Linked DNA regions of Mus musculus: all the other regions are linked to region 1. A link is a contact called in public HiChIP or PLAC-seq and promoter capture Hi-C data. All regions are on one chromosome and are shown on one strand. The core of a region is the stretch at or near the end of the contact, and the rest is flanking DNA. Distances in the headings are between cores, read along the strand shown.

What was found. Promoter capture Hi-C pulls out the DNA fragments that hold promoters and counts their contacts. HiChIP or PLAC-seq counts read pairs in DNA pulled down with a chosen protein or histone mark. Capture Hi-C pulls out chosen DNA fragments and counts their contacts.
Region 2: a contact with region 1 is called in an H3K27ac HiChIP or PLAC-seq map of embryonic stem cells, with 7 times the contacts expected there. The contact joins the promoter of Eogt here to the promoter of Kbtbd8os in region 1. A contact is called at or near these places in 13 of 39 promoter capture datasets (the C10 cell line, cranial neural crest, embryonic stem cells and 7 more), 1 of 484 Hi-C or Micro-C datasets (B cells), 9 of 115 datasets of contacts at active chromatin or transcription factors (embryonic forebrain, embryonic hindbrain, embryonic stem cells and 4 more) and 1 of 9 other capture datasets (liver).
Region 3: a contact with region 1 is called in a promoter capture Hi-C map of liver, with 3 times the contacts expected there. The contact joins the enhancer-like site here to the promoter of Kbtbd8os in region 1. A contact is called at or near these places in 5 of 39 promoter capture datasets (3T3-L1-derived adipocytes, frontonasal cranial neural crest, hippocampal neurons and 2 more) and 1 of 9 other capture datasets (liver).
Region 4: a contact with region 1 is called in a promoter capture Hi-C map of liver, with 5 times the contacts expected there. The contact joins the promoter of Rbsn here to the promoter of Kbtbd8os in region 1. A contact is called at or near these places in 1 of 39 promoter capture datasets (pre-B cells), 3 of 484 Hi-C or Micro-C datasets (CD4 T cells, CD8 T cells and regulatory T cells) and 1 of 9 other capture datasets (liver).
Region 5: a promoter capture Hi-C map of liver shows a contact between it and region 1, with 2.6 times the contacts expected there. The contact joins the enhancer-like site here to the promoter of Kbtbd8os in region 1. A contact is called at or near these places in 6 of 39 promoter capture datasets (the 3T3-L1 cell line, 3T3-L1-derived adipocytes, liver and 1 more).

The regions. Positions count from the first base shown.
Region 1 is chr6:95,116,257-95,118,956 of GRCm38.p6, reverse strand. Kbtbd8os (kelch repeat and BTB (POZ) domain containing 8, opposite strand) reads left to right here and starts at 1,326. Exons shown (of 2, transcript NR_153843.1): 1 at 1,326-1,365. Kbtbd8 (kelch repeat and BTB (POZ) domain containing 8) reads right to left here and starts at 1,077. Exons shown (of 4, transcript NM_001008785.5): 1 at 983-1,077; 2 at 224-434. The coding sequence starts at 998.
Region 2 is chr6:97,147,615-97,150,314 of GRCm38.p6, reverse strand. Eogt (EGF domain-specific O-linked N-acetylglucosamine (GlcNAc) transferase) reads left to right here and starts at 1,429. Exons shown (of 18, transcript NM_175313.5): 1 at 1,429-1,483; 2 at 2,057-2,438.
Region 3 is chr6:97,516,525-97,519,224 of GRCm38.p6, reverse strand. Gm46970 (a long non-coding RNA gene) reads right to left here. Exons shown (of 5, transcript XR_003956336.1): 1 at 1,465-2,700. It also overlaps a transcript of Frmd4b not described here. Among named protein-coding and RNA genes, the nearest start is that of Gm46970, 22 kb to the right of the region's middle. Within about 2 kb of position 1,429, at least 28 of the 459 cell types and tissues checked have an H3K27ac peak or open chromatin away from gene starts, as enhancers often do. A contact at or near this core is called in liver, where this site is marked.
Region 4 is chr6:92,213,545-92,216,244 of GRCm38.p6, reverse strand. It overlaps Rbsn (rabenosyn, RAB effector), which reads left to right and starts at 1,375. Exons shown (of 12, transcript NM_030081.3): 1 at 1,375-1,534.
Region 5 is chr6:97,409,238-97,411,937 of GRCm38.p6, reverse strand. All of the region lies in intron 4 of Frmd4b (FERM domain containing 4B), which reads left to right. Among named protein-coding and RNA genes, the nearest start is that of Frmd4b, 77 kb to the left of the region's middle. Within about 2 kb of position 1,272, at least 61 of the 459 cell types and tissues checked have an H3K27ac peak or open chromatin away from gene starts, as enhancers often do. A contact at or near this core is called in liver, where this site is marked.

The DNA.
Region 1 (2,700 bases), core at 77-2,576:
AGTCCACTAACTTAAAATCCAACTATCTAAACTCTGGAATCCCACCTCAAAACAGGGGCTCATTAGTAAGACAAGCAAGACCTGTTACCTACTCTCAGAAAATAAACACCTGGTTTGCCTTTATGTATTTGTCCCAACTCAGTACCACAATCAAGTGGCTAACACTGGGTTGAAAGGGAGTCTTGTACGGATAGTAATATATAAGTTTCTACCGTCGTCATACCTGAAGTAGGGGCTGATTGCAGCAAGAACGTTTCTATGACAGGAAAATGTTTTCCCGTGATCCACTTCCACTACAATGTCTGTCAACTGTCCTTCATCGTACATTGTTTTGAGTTGCTTAAGAATACTGCAAGCATGGAAAGGATCCATGGTATCGTTGGCTGTGTCTGAAGATGGAATCCCATTCGGTGTTGGGGAAGACTTACTTAAATCTAGGAGAAAAATCGCACAACCACAAGAAGTTCGAAGCCAGTTTACGGCATCGTGGGTTTTTTTCCCCCCCACCCCGTACACAAACGTCCGTGTGTGGGCACAGGAGCGCCGACACAGGCTCTAGGAGCCGAGAGCTCAACAAGGGCGAACAAGTTCCCAGGCCGGCGCGCTCCTCCGGAGCCCGGCGAGCCCGGACCGCCGCGCTCGCGGAGGGAGCGTGTGAGGCGAGCCAGCCGAGCCGGCAGCGGCGGCGATGCGCGGGGACTCGGCTCCGGGTCGAGCGCGGGACGGAAGGCTCCCGAGGGCAGCGCGATCGAGGGCGACTGCCAGGGCACCCCTCAACCGCCTCGCGGGCGGCCGGTACCCAGACGCCCCATCTTCGCGGGCGCGCCGCCCACCGCCCTCCTCCCCATTCATCCTCGCCTCCGCGCCCGCCGTCTCTCCATCCTTCCCTCCCGCCTTAAGGCCGCCGCTTCAGGTTGTGGCCGGCGCCCGCGCTCCTGCTTCCCTCCTCCGACACTGCGGGCGGCCGCACCACGCCACCCACCTGCCGACGCGGCCATTACTACAGGGGCCCCGGCTCCGGTTATTTAAAGAGGAAATGTCATTGCGTTTCGCTCGCTCCCGGGTTCCGGCTCTGCTAAGCGTTGCCTAGCCAATGAGGGTGGCTGACCGAGTCGGCTCCTCCCCGAGCCTCAAAATACCTGGCTCTGATTGGTCAGTGCGCGATTACCAGCGCGTCGGGAAATGTAGTTTTAAGGCCCCCGTTCCCGCGTGCTCCTAGTCGGACAGAGGCCCAAGCCGAGCATTTCTATTGGCTAGCTGGGCGGAGGAGCGCCCCGAGCCCGCCAGCCTGTGCCTTGAGATGCACAGCGCCCGCTGGGAAATGTAGTCATCTGGCTGAGGCGAACTGTCACTCTGAGGAGTGAGGTAGGAAAAGCTCTTATTGAGCAAATTTCCCCGGCAAGGGCCTCTCTCCTAGTCTCGACTCCACTTTAAAAATAATTGTCTTCATACCCCAAATTCCCTATCCGTGACTAGATTCTGGTATGAAAACGCGCTCTGCACGAGGGCTATGAAACTCCGAAAAGTTGGAAATGGTCAGGAGGGCTGTTATCCAAAAATACAAAGGATATAAGACAACCCCCCCCCCCCCAACACACACACACACACCATCGATAGGTCTCTGATGAGTCACCTGTAACGCCCACTTGAAATTGCATCCCCTTAGCCACATGCCCCGCTTTTCACAGATCAACTGGGTCTGGTTACATGGCCACTCAGGACCTGAATCCACTTGGCTTGCATTTCTAGCACACCAGGAAACACCTGTCACACCGAAGAGCGCTCGAGTACTCAAGGGAGACTCGGATAATTGATTTCCCCTGGGCTTCTTGAACGTGAAGAGGGCCTCCGGCTTTCCTGTGAAGAGATGCTGGAGAGAGGCTGAGCCTGGCGCTCCTCTGGACCGTGCTCAACCCTGGCTCTTGCACAAGCTCTTCCAGCCCTTGAACCTCTCTTATAACAGCGAGCACTCGGCATTCAGTCTACTTCATAGTTTTTTGCAAGAAAGCAGGGGTTTTATTGTTGACCTATTTTTTTTTCTTCTCCTATTGTGTGTGTGTGTGTGTGTGTGTGTCTGTCTGTCTGTCTGTCTGTCTGAGTCTCTGTGTGTGTGCATTTGTATCTGTGGTTTGGTGTTTTGTTTTGTTTTGTTTTGTTTGCACGAGTGGATGTACATGTTGGGGGGCGGTGCAGGTGCACGTGGAGGCCGGAGATTGGTGTCAGAAATCCTACAACGCTGCTTTTCTACCTTATACAGTGAAGCATGGTCTCTCAATCGAAACCCAGAGATATTAACTCTCTCTCTCTCTCTCTCTCTCTCTCTCTCTCTCTCTCTCTCTCTCTCTCTCTCTCTCGGCATGGCAAGCACTTTAATCACGGAGCCATCTCCCCAGCCACCTTGTTATCTATTCTGATTTCCTCATCCTGTTTCTGGCATCTAACAGGATGCTCTGACAAGTTGTAGAAACTTAAAAGATGAATGGAAAGCGAAGTGAACAAATACTTGCAGATACCCCTTTATCAGTGAATGGGAAGGAAGCTTCAGTAGAGACTTAGTTCACAGTAGTAACTTTCCTAGCATTAGGTCAAGCAGTTGAATATTTTATTATTTTTTATTTATGTATTTAGTATATTGCTGTAAATTGAACCACAGGCACCATGCATGCACACTACCAGCTCCCAGGGAGCCTCATCACCAAC
Region 2 (2,700 bases), core at 180-2,679, 2.0 Mb before region 1:
TACCTATACATAAAAATTTTAAAATGCATTTTAAAAACTACTGTAATGTTCTTTTGTTCTTTAATGTGTGTTTGGCACATGTAAATGACATGCTAACACAATACATACTGAACAGGATATATATTAAACAAATTATATACATATTAAACACATACACATATAAAACACAGCTGGTCTGGAACTTGCGACATAGATCAGGCTGGCCTCAAACTTACAGAGATCCATTTGCCTTTGCCTTCCAAGTGCTAGCTAGGATTAAAGAAAGGCCTTCCCTAAAGTGCCCAGCCCATGTGTATGTTGTATGTTACTGGGGATTGAACCTGGGGTCGTGCACATGTTAGGATAGCACTCATCTCCGTGGTCACTAAGTTGTCTGGGTGTCTTGAACTTCCTTTTATTTTTTATTTTTTTTAAATTTTTTCCATGACTCAGCCTGTGGAGTAGCTGGAACAGCAGGCCTGTACCACCAGTTCTGGTTTCAGTTCTCATAGTAGCTTCTTAAAATTTATAAGACATGTAAGCCTTGTGAACTGAATGCATCTGAGCATGTTTATTTTGACACCATTAATATAAGCTGGGTCCTTTTTTTCATTTATTAGTATTGTATAGGAAGGTGTGAGTATCCAGGAGGTCAGAGAACGAGGTCAGGGAGTGGGTTCTCCCCTTTCGTGGTAGGATCCTAGGATTCAACGTGGGTCGTCAGGCTTGCTCCCACAAGCGCTTTGAAAACTCTAAGCCACCTGTCAGCCCTTGAACCCTTTAATCATAATTTAATGGCTGTCTCCCCCATGCTCCAGAAGGCATGCTGGAACTGCAAGGTGTCAAGAATGGAAGAGAATGGGAGATATGCATACACGTAATCATCACCTAAACAAGCAGTTAGAAATCATCATGAAATAGCAAAAACGTAAAAATTAAACAAGAGTAGCCATTGGACTTGGACACTTCATGGACAGGTACAATTCCCTGGAATCTACAGTATTTTCACTACCCACCAGAGAGTGTCCCACTACATCCAGTCTCATTTGAAAATCAGGGCAGCAACTTCTGCTCAGAATGGGAAAGCAATAAAATTACAACCCTGAGTGATATGTAAACAGTCCCGTAGTCTGCCTGCCTACTCTCTGGTGCTGGAGACCTGCCAAGCGCCTGGAGGAGCAGCCAGGGACTTGCACCCCGGTGTCCCACGTCCCGGAGGGGATGTAGGCGGGTGTCCCCAGTGGATCAGGCTGTGGGTCACAGGGTGTCCGTAACCTTGGCTGATGGGTGTCCAAGAGTGCCTTCCAGACTCTGGTCGCTGGGTGTGGTCAAGGCATTCCGGTCCGCCCTTGAGCCCCGGGCCAAGGTGTCGCGGCAGCTCCCGGGCGCCCCCTGGCCCGGCTTGGGCGCCGGAGGTTTCCGGTTCGCGGCTGCCGGCGGTGACGTCTCGTTACTCCCAAGCTGCCGCCACTGCCGCCGCCGCCGCTCCCTAGTCAAGCTGCAGGTGGGCCCCGCGCCTTCCCCGCCTGTTCCTGGCCGGCGCCTGCACCCCCGTGGGCCCGCAGCCTGACTCTGGGACTCTGATCCCAGCCCGCGGCCTTCAGCTGGTTACCAGGAGTTGATCGGTGGCTGTAGGCTAGGGAGATGCCCAGCCAGGCCTGCCCTGTTGCCTCGATCCCCATGCTGGGGCGGAGTGGCTTCTCCAGGCACACCTGGGAGCCGAGCGTCTCCTAAGACAGCTGCTTCCCCAAGCACCCGGGGCAGGGTTGGCTGCTGCCGGGCGCGAGGGGCTGACTCCGCTACACAGGGGAGGGGTTGACGTTCCGCAGACAACCGGAGGATCGCCACAGCAGGATTGCCACTTCGGCGCCTCAGGCAGCCGAGCTCTGTCTGAGCTCTGTCTGCTTGCCTACCTTGGGACTTGATAGTCTTTGAGTCCCAGATGCACTTCATCTGTCCGCTGCTGGCTCTGTTGCCCAGCAATGCCCTAAGCCATTCATGTGGTAGTCCTAGTAACCCCAGCTCTCATGGTTTACGGCGTTCAGATTTTTACCTTTTTTTCCTCTTCTCTTTTTAGGTCCGTGAAAATCCAATCAAGCCACACACGAGTGGAGCGCGATTGACCGTTTTGTGCAAAAAGACGCGGTAGCCTAACCTACTAAAGCTTTCATCCCTGCCAAGTCTTGCCAGAGAACTCAACTCCGGGAAGGCTTTCTGCCAGGCCCTGAAGTTGTACTTTCATGCACCACAGGGAACCATCACCCAGCATATGCAAGTGGGTACATGCCCTCCCTTGCAAAAGCCAACTTTCTGATCTGCTCCTTTAGATTTTCCCCACGGCCAAGGGTTACTTTTTTCCATGAATGGTCAAGTTTTGTTAACCGGCAGAACGCATTGCAGAGCTGTGGATTTGGATACCCGAAATTTAGGACCTAGTGCTCCAAGCCGCGACCTAGAAGGTTAGTCCAAGGGCTGGGTGGCCTGTTGTGATCCTGAGGTTGGCACTGGTCCAGGCAGCCCCGGGAATCAGAGAACAGGATTACTGCAATGAGAACCAGGAACAGGCTTTGGTCCTAGGAATGTTTTCTCTGCTAATTATCCTGTTGGTCTGGATTGAGTGATGTGGTGTGAAGCGGGCTACCTCCTTCCTGCTCACCACTAGTGTCTGCTCCGTGGGTTACTATGTCCAGGGGACCCTGGGCTCTGACTTTGCTTTGAGAG
Region 3 (2,700 bases), core at 180-2,679, 2.4 Mb before region 1:
TATATATATATATATATATATATATATATATATATCCTGCTTCATCATCGTCATCATCACCCTGTATCTCAACCCTATACTAAAGTCCAGAGACATTAAGTCATCTGGGTTTTTTTTTTTTTTTTTTTTGAAACAAGGTCTCATGCAGTCCTAGCTAACCTCAGATCTTTATGTGGTTGAGGATAGCTTTGAACTTCTGATCTACCTGCCTCCTTCTCCTGAGTGCTGTGGTCATTCATGTGTCCAGTTTATGCTATGCTAGGCACTGAACCCAGGGCTTCCTGCATGCCAGGCAAGCACTCTACCAACAGTACTATACCAACAGCCTGCCATTCTGTAACTAAGTGACACATCTTAGGCTGACACCAGTCCTTGAAAGTATGCCTTCTCCGTGGAAGCCTGACTGAATTCTCTGCTGTGGGGAATGGGGGTGGCAGGGCACCACAGAGCATCTGGGTGTGTGGAGGTGGGGGATGGGTGCCTGCTTGTGTCTTACTTGTCTCAGCCTCCTCTCCTTCCCTGTTGGGGATAAGTTAGAGGTGTGTGTGGGAGAATGACAGTCTCTGTTTTCTTCCTCTCCAGGCTGACTCAGTGAGAGGCACAATGGGAGGGAGGGCCTGGGAGGGGGACAGTCCTGAACCTGTTTCCTTCACAGACTTCCTCTGTCATTGTCTGTCTCTGGCATTGTGGCTGTCGATGCTGGGGCTTCAATGGTCCTCCACAGGCTGTCCTCCTCCACATATCTGTCCCCTCCCCCCCACCCCCACCCCCACCCCCACCCCCACCCCCACCCCCACCCCCATCCCTGGGCTTACTGATATCCACTTTCTTTTTCCCTGAGCCCTGTGGGCTGTCTTCTATTTCAATTCAGCCAATGAATTGCTGTACCGAAATGAAAGTAGACCACTTGTTAAATCCCCGTGGGAAGGTTTAAAGTGGGCCTTCATAGAGGGGTGTTACATGTTATCGGGTGCTACCCCATCTCCATGTGCTAGTCTGGTTAAAGTTCGTTTAGAAGGAGAGCATTGAACTCCTTATTTTGGAAACTCACATTCCTTGATTTGAGTTCTGCTTTGCCAGTTGCTAGGTCAGTGGCCTGGGGGAACCGTGAGCCGGAGTATCCTCCCATGCCCATGTGCCTGCTGCAGCGGCTGTTGGAGAAGTGGGTGTGGTAGTGAGCGTGAAGCCAGATGCCATGCAGAGAAGCCTGCCTAGCACTTCTGGGTTTGCTGACTTGAGCAGACTCGGCCCTCTTTTACCTGAGCATGAACATGGAGCCAACGTCTTTTTGGTAGGGCAACAGGTGTCTGCCACCTTTGCTAACTGAATTCCGGCTTGGTTTCAGATGAGGCTGGCCCCTCCCTCATGGGGTCAAAGTCAGGCCAGTGAGGCAGCTGTGACAGGGTCAGAGCTAGTGAAGACAGCAGGGGACTCCTGCTGGGATGACTAGGAAGAATCGCTTACCTTGAAGCTTGTTCAGTAAGTCAAGTATCAGGCCGAGCCCTTGACTGATACTGGAAAGGACTGCCTCACGGTGAGGTGAGCAGGGAGGATGGGAGTGAGAGAGAGACCGGGAGAAAATCAGGCTGACACAGAAATGGCTGAATTCTCCACATTCAATCTCTGATCCGTTCATGGTGGCCCAGCCTGTTTGAATTGGGCTCTCATCCCCGCAGTTGAAAGACTTGGCTAAACATCTCCCTGTTCCATTTCTTAATGTCCCTCAAACCTGTCCCCCAGTGTATTTTGCAGTTAACATTAATCTTATTTTCTGGCTCTGAGCCATCTCCCTTACACAGAGGACATTTTCTTCCCAGGATACCTTGCTGCCTGAGAGTATGTTGTACTCGACTCTTCGCTTGGGTAGTCTGCCCTTATCTATTTTCTAGCTGAGATCTGAACAGTAAACCCCTTGCAAAACAAGTTCATCAATTTTCTATCGCTGTGTAACCAATTACCATTGATGGCATGGCTTACTCGGCACACGTGGGTGGCCTTGGGTCAGGATGCTCACATAATTTAATTGGGCCCTCTGCTCAGGGTTTCATCAGACTGAAATTCAGGTGCAGGCCCAGGCTATGATCTCGCCCAAGGCCCAGACTCCTCCTTCATGCGCATTGGCTGCTATGAGACTGTGGCTCTCTACAGCTGTAGGACTGAAGTCCTCAGCCACCTGTAGCTCTCACACACACAGGCTGGCTGCACAGGAGAGCTGTGTACTTCTTCAAAAACAGCAGGCCACCTTTCTCTCCCTTTTGTAATGATGCTTGAGGGAGCATTTCCTGGGGTGATGCCAGGAGTGCCTTTGGCATATAACATAAGCTGATCAGGGTCACACAGCAGCCCATCCTTGTCATCCTCTTGGAGCTAGAAGCATCGAAAGCCCCAGCTGCACACAAAGGCATAGGTTACCCAGGGCGTGCACACCTGGGGTCCATGTTGGCATTCTGCCGTTACCTCTTACCTGTAACCTCATAGTCTAAGCCCACTTCAGTAGGGATTTGTACTGGCTAGTAAAGTTGTCCTATATAAACAGCATGAGAGCTATGGTGTGTGAATACATTTTGGATTTGAAAAGACTAGTGTACTCGGTTGCGTAATGGCCCAGAGGTATGGAGTCTTAATTTCTGCAATCTGTAAATGTTGCCCCATATTATAGACTTGACAGGGGTGATTAAATTATGGTTCTCAAAATGAGGG
Region 4 (2,700 bases), core at 126-2,625, 2.9 Mb after region 1:
CAGACCTCAATAACAGATGGGTCTGTCTCTGTACCCTGTGGTTGTTGCATGGTACAGCTAGGTTCAGACATGACTGATCTGCCATACTGTCTTTTGTAAATTGCAGGGGCTATTCCTGGTTGTCAACTTGACTATATCTGGATGAACTACAATCCAGAATTGGGAGGCTCACCAGTGATCCTAATCTGGAGGCTGAGATAGAAGTTTCTGACCTGAATCTTGGCATGGAGATCTTGAGGCACAGTGGCTATGAATTCCAGAAGATTAAGACAGGAAGATCTCCAAGTCAAGGTTATCTGGGATTAAAGGTGTGGTGGCAGACACCTTTAATCTGGGCCACACCTTTTGCTGGAGACCTATATAAGGACATTGGAAGAAGGAAGATTGACACTCTCTTCTTCAACTGCTTGCCTTGTGGGACTGAGTGACTGCTAGATCCTTGGACTTCCATTCACAGCTGCTGCTGACCATTGTTGGGAATTGGACTACAGACTGTAAGTCATCCACCAATTCCCTTACTATATAGACTATAGAGTTCTGTGACTCTAGAGAACCCTGACTCATACATAAATGCCACTTATTTTGCAGAGATCTAGCTACCCTCATACTTTTTTATGCTTTTTTGAGATGGAGTTTCATGTATCCCAGTATGGCCTTGAACTTGCTATGTAATTGAAAATTAACTTAAATTTTTGGTCCTCCTGCCTCCATCCTTAGAGTATTGGTGTTACAGGCATGGGTGTGTGGTGGAAATTGAGTCCCAACCAGGATCAATTGAGCCAACTTCCAATCCCTGACACGACTCCTCAACGTCTCTACTTTCTTTGGCTCAATTTCCACGTCTTTCTGTCTCCTCAATGTGCTGAACATAACTTAGTCTCTCGCACTCAGAAACTTTTTTTTAACAACAACAACAAAAAAGTAAAAAAACAAAATTTTGTATGTGTGTTTTGCCTGCATGTCTGTGCACCACATGTGCAGTGCCCATGGACTCCAGAAGAGAGCATATAGGTAGCAGACAAGCAGTTTTTCAAACCTGGGTCCTTTGGAAGAACAACCGCTGTATTAAGGCATTTATGCAAAAATCTCAGAAACTTTTTAACGGTCTCTAAATAATGTTAGCGCTGCAGGCACATTATTTAAGAGCCAAAGTCTCAGTTTCCCCACCTATAGGGTGAGTGAAGGGCGAGTGTAGGGTTTCACATCGATGTGTTGCTAGGACCTGAGAGAACTTCGCAGTTTACCTCCTCCTACTGGGCCCGCCCCGTTGCGGCAGCGCCTGCGCAGCATCCTCTTCCAGGTTCAGTGCGCTCGAGGACTCGGCGCTCGACCGCCGCGTGTCAGTCTGTCTTCCGGTTTCTGCCCGGCGCGCCTGTCGAGCGCCGAGCCACTGATGGCGATGGCTGCCACTGGTCTCTGAGGAACCTCGTAGGCCGGCAGTCAGAACCCGAGGTGGAAAGGCAGGCTGCCGACTGCCTGTCGGAAGCCGCAGGGAGTGAGAAAGGGTGTCGCAGAGAGCGCGGCGGTGGCTGAGGTGGGTGTGACGTGTGGTTTGAGATGACGATGCGGTCGGGAGATGAGGCTTTGCGGGCCTCGGCGCCGCGCGGGTCTCTGCCCGCGCCGTGACGTGTTGCGTGATGTCCCGCAGAGTCGCGTCCCGCGGGTGCGCGTGGCCGTGCGGATCTCTACAGAGCCCCCCGGCTGGGTTTTTCAATCCAGTCTGGAGGCGAGAGTTTGCACAACTGGCCTTCTGGTTGCGGCATCAATTGCGGTGGTTTGTGGTGGCACCTAATTAAGTGACTTTATGTTAAGGTCCCCCACTTCATTCGCGGAACCCTATTATCCCGCTCTCCGAGTTCTCGTGGTGATGGCGAAAATCCCAGGCTCTCCTTCCCGGCTGCTGTCTTGTGTTAGTCACTTCACTTGTGTATAGGCTATGGCACCCCAGGCAGCTGCTGTGAAGGCATCCTGGAGGGAGCCTGCCTTGAGTAAGGGGCGTTTCTCCAGGGTGAGAACTGAGCTGCGATGTGTGGCCAGGGTGCACGGGGACGACTTCTGTTTGACTTTTTCTTCAGGATGAGTTGCAGGCGGGGAGGAGGCAGCTGTCACACCCAGAGGATCCTGTCAGCCACTGGCTGGGGAGAGAACCGGTCGGACCTGAGGCTGGCTGTTTAAGTGATGCCTCAGATGCTTTCCGGGATGGGTCTGCATGTGTGTAGTCTCTCGATTTATTTATTTAATCTCAAGACAAGGGTCTCACTATGTATCTATGTCTGGCCTGGAACTTGACATGTAAACCAGGCTGGCCTCAAACTCACAGGTATCTGTCTGCTTCTGCCTCCCACGCCTGTCAAATTTCTTAATTAAAGGAAATAACAGGCACCTAGCGTCCTGTTTAATTTATTTTCTGAGTTGCTGTCACCCTTCACCTTTGAGGACCAGATGGTACCCTCCTCTGTGCCCTCTGCAGCACACCACAATTCTAGCTACACAAACTCCCACTCTGTGCTGTGATATGTGGCCTCTAAAGTCTTGGAAACAGATTTCTTTGCTTCTGTGAAATGATTTTATCCTTGTTCTCAATGGTTAGGAGTCTTTCAGGGTCACATCAACAGTGACTTTGCTGTAGTCCAATAAGACAGAAAATGTAAGTTATTAAGCCCTGAAATGTTTAAGTATCAGATTTTTCTGTTGAAGGGC
Region 5 (2,700 bases), core at 23-2,522, 2.3 Mb before region 1:
TGCCATGTCCTGTGAGCTCTGTTTGGGAAAGCCCCTCAGCAAAGTCCTAAGACCCATGCCTTTAACTAAATCAGGGATTTTCTCAGAGCTGGCCCACCAGGCAGGTATATAAACATTAATTATTACCAACCTAAGAGAAGTAGAATATTTAAAGACTAATCAACCCTCTTGCCCTCTCCATAGCTTAAGATACAAAACACTGCCAATGGAGACCACGGTTCCCGTTCTTATAGCCTGCCCCCACTTTAAACCCGATAGACAGTTTTACCACAACTTTGTATTGCTGGTAGATTGTTTATAAACCAAAGTTATTTTCATAAAGCTGATTCAGATGCCTTCACCGGGAAAGGCTCTTGCAACCAAGCCCGGCTGCCTGAACTTGATCCCTGGCTCACTTGTAATCCCAGCCCCAGTGAAGTCAAAACAGGTGGATCCCTGAGGCTTGCTGGCCAGCCAGCATAGACTGCTTAGTGAGAGCCCTTAGTAGTGAGGGACTCTGGGTGCAGGGTTTACACACACACACACACACACACACACACACACACACACACACATACAGACACACACACACACACGCACACACTGTATAGCAGTGAAACAAGAAAACAAACTCCAACAGTTGTCCTCTCTCCTCCACAGGCATGCACCCATACACGTAAACATGCGCACCCAGAAGAAATAAGTGTAAAACCATTTAAAACTAATTCAACATGAAGCATAGTCTAAGATCATGGGGAATTTTAATGACAATACATCTCATTTTATACTATGATGTTGGAAACCCCACCCCAACCCCTCTACTCCCTCCCTTCGCCTCCTCTTTTCCCTCTTTCTTCCTTCTTTTCCTTACTCCTCCTCCTCCTTCCCCTCCCCCTTCTTTCCCTCCTCCTTCCTATAATGTTCAGACAAAGAAAGTCATGGTGAATGTTTACAAATATCCAAATGTTTCCATTATTATTAACGCTCAAGAAGGAGGGTACCCAAAGTGACTTATATAGGTCTAAATCATAGCTGAAAGGTGTCCAAGGATCCTAAGGAAAACCTGTAGTACTGAAAGGGTGTGGTGTAAGGCACATGTGCCCAGAAGTGAGTGAAGGAGGGCCCCACCAGAAGCAAGGAGAACAATGCCCTTACCCTAACTCTAGGGTTAGGGTTAGGGTTAGGGTTAGGGTTAGGGTTAAGGCTAGGGCTAGGGCTAGGCTAGGGCTAGGGCTAGGCTAGGCTAGGGCTAGGGCTAGGGCTAGGGCTAGGGCTAGGGCTAGGCTAGGGCTAGGGCTAGGGCTAGGCTAGGGATAGGGATAGGGCTAGGCTAGGGCTAGGGCTAGGCTAGGGCTAGGATAGGGATAGGGATAGGGCTAGGCTAGGGCTAGGGCTAGGCTAGGGCTAGGGCTAGGCTAGGGATAGGGATAGGGCTAGGCTAGGGCTAGGGCTAGGCTAGGGCTAGGGCTAGGTCTAGGCTAGGGCTAGTCAGAAACTGAAGGGAAAGTTGGTGTGAATGAGGTACCTATAAGGAATGAAGTTAACCCTGTGAGTATTTCCAACTCTGAAAACACAGAATGAATGAGAAGTTCCTTTCCACAGGAAGTTCCTTCACCTCTCCTTTCCCACCTTGTGGGATAACTGGGTGGGTTTTTTACTGACTTACTGTTTGTATCTTACGAAGGATGGGGAGAATATCTGTTTCTTTGCTTGTGCATACTTCAGCTGGCCAGCCTCCTGCAAACACATGGGCTGCCCCTGGCTATGCTAAACTCTGGACACAGTCAACATCCTTCCACACTAATCTTTGTGGACACTCACCACGTTTTTGCTGTGTCACAGTACAGCCAAAGGAATGTGTCTTTGGAGAATCTTAACAAATACCATTTATTTAGTGACCACATTTGTGTGCCTGTTCTGCAGACAGCTGCTGAGGTCTAGCGTGTGCCTGAAAATTCCAGAGAGCAAACCCTGCCTCCCCTTCCTGACAGCCCCTCACAAGGCCTTGCTATCTTTTGCAGCAGGTTCCTGGAATTCCACAGCACTTGGCGGTGGCTTGTTCCTGGGACTTTGGCCCCTACTTAGCAGTTATCTCAAATGTCCTGTAGCTGCTTGGTGTTAACTTTCTCTTCTCTGCTAGCATAATTGAAACCCTTATCAAGGCTTTAATGATTCACTTAACTCATCCTCCAAACAAGACAGTGACATCATCATAGCCTTTATTCTTCAAAGCAGGCAGTTGTTACTCCTGTTAAAGAAATGATCGTGCTGAAGCCCACAAGGTAGAACTCTCTGCATCCTGAATGGGCTTCACTGAGGTCACAGAATGGAGGCTCACAGTCCAGGGACAGCTAGTGAATGGCTTTTGTCACAGTTGTTTGTCACAGTTGTTTGTCGGAGGTTCTCACACCACAATTAGAGAACACAGAATTGTTGGTGACATTTCCATCTGAAGAAAGAACCTGTCAGGTTGCTTGTTTTGACTAGAAAATGTAACCAGGGAACTCAAACTAGAATTTTTAGATTTTTTTTAACTAAAAAAAAAAAAGAAAGAAAGAAAGAAAGAAAGAAAGAAGGAAAACTTTAATATTAGGCTTACTTGTAATTCCAGACCCAGTGACGTTAATCTGGTGGATCCCTGAGGCTTGCGGGCCAGCCAGCATAGATTGCTTAGTGAGAGTACTTGGTAGTGAGCAACTCTGGGTGCAGGGGTCAGGAATA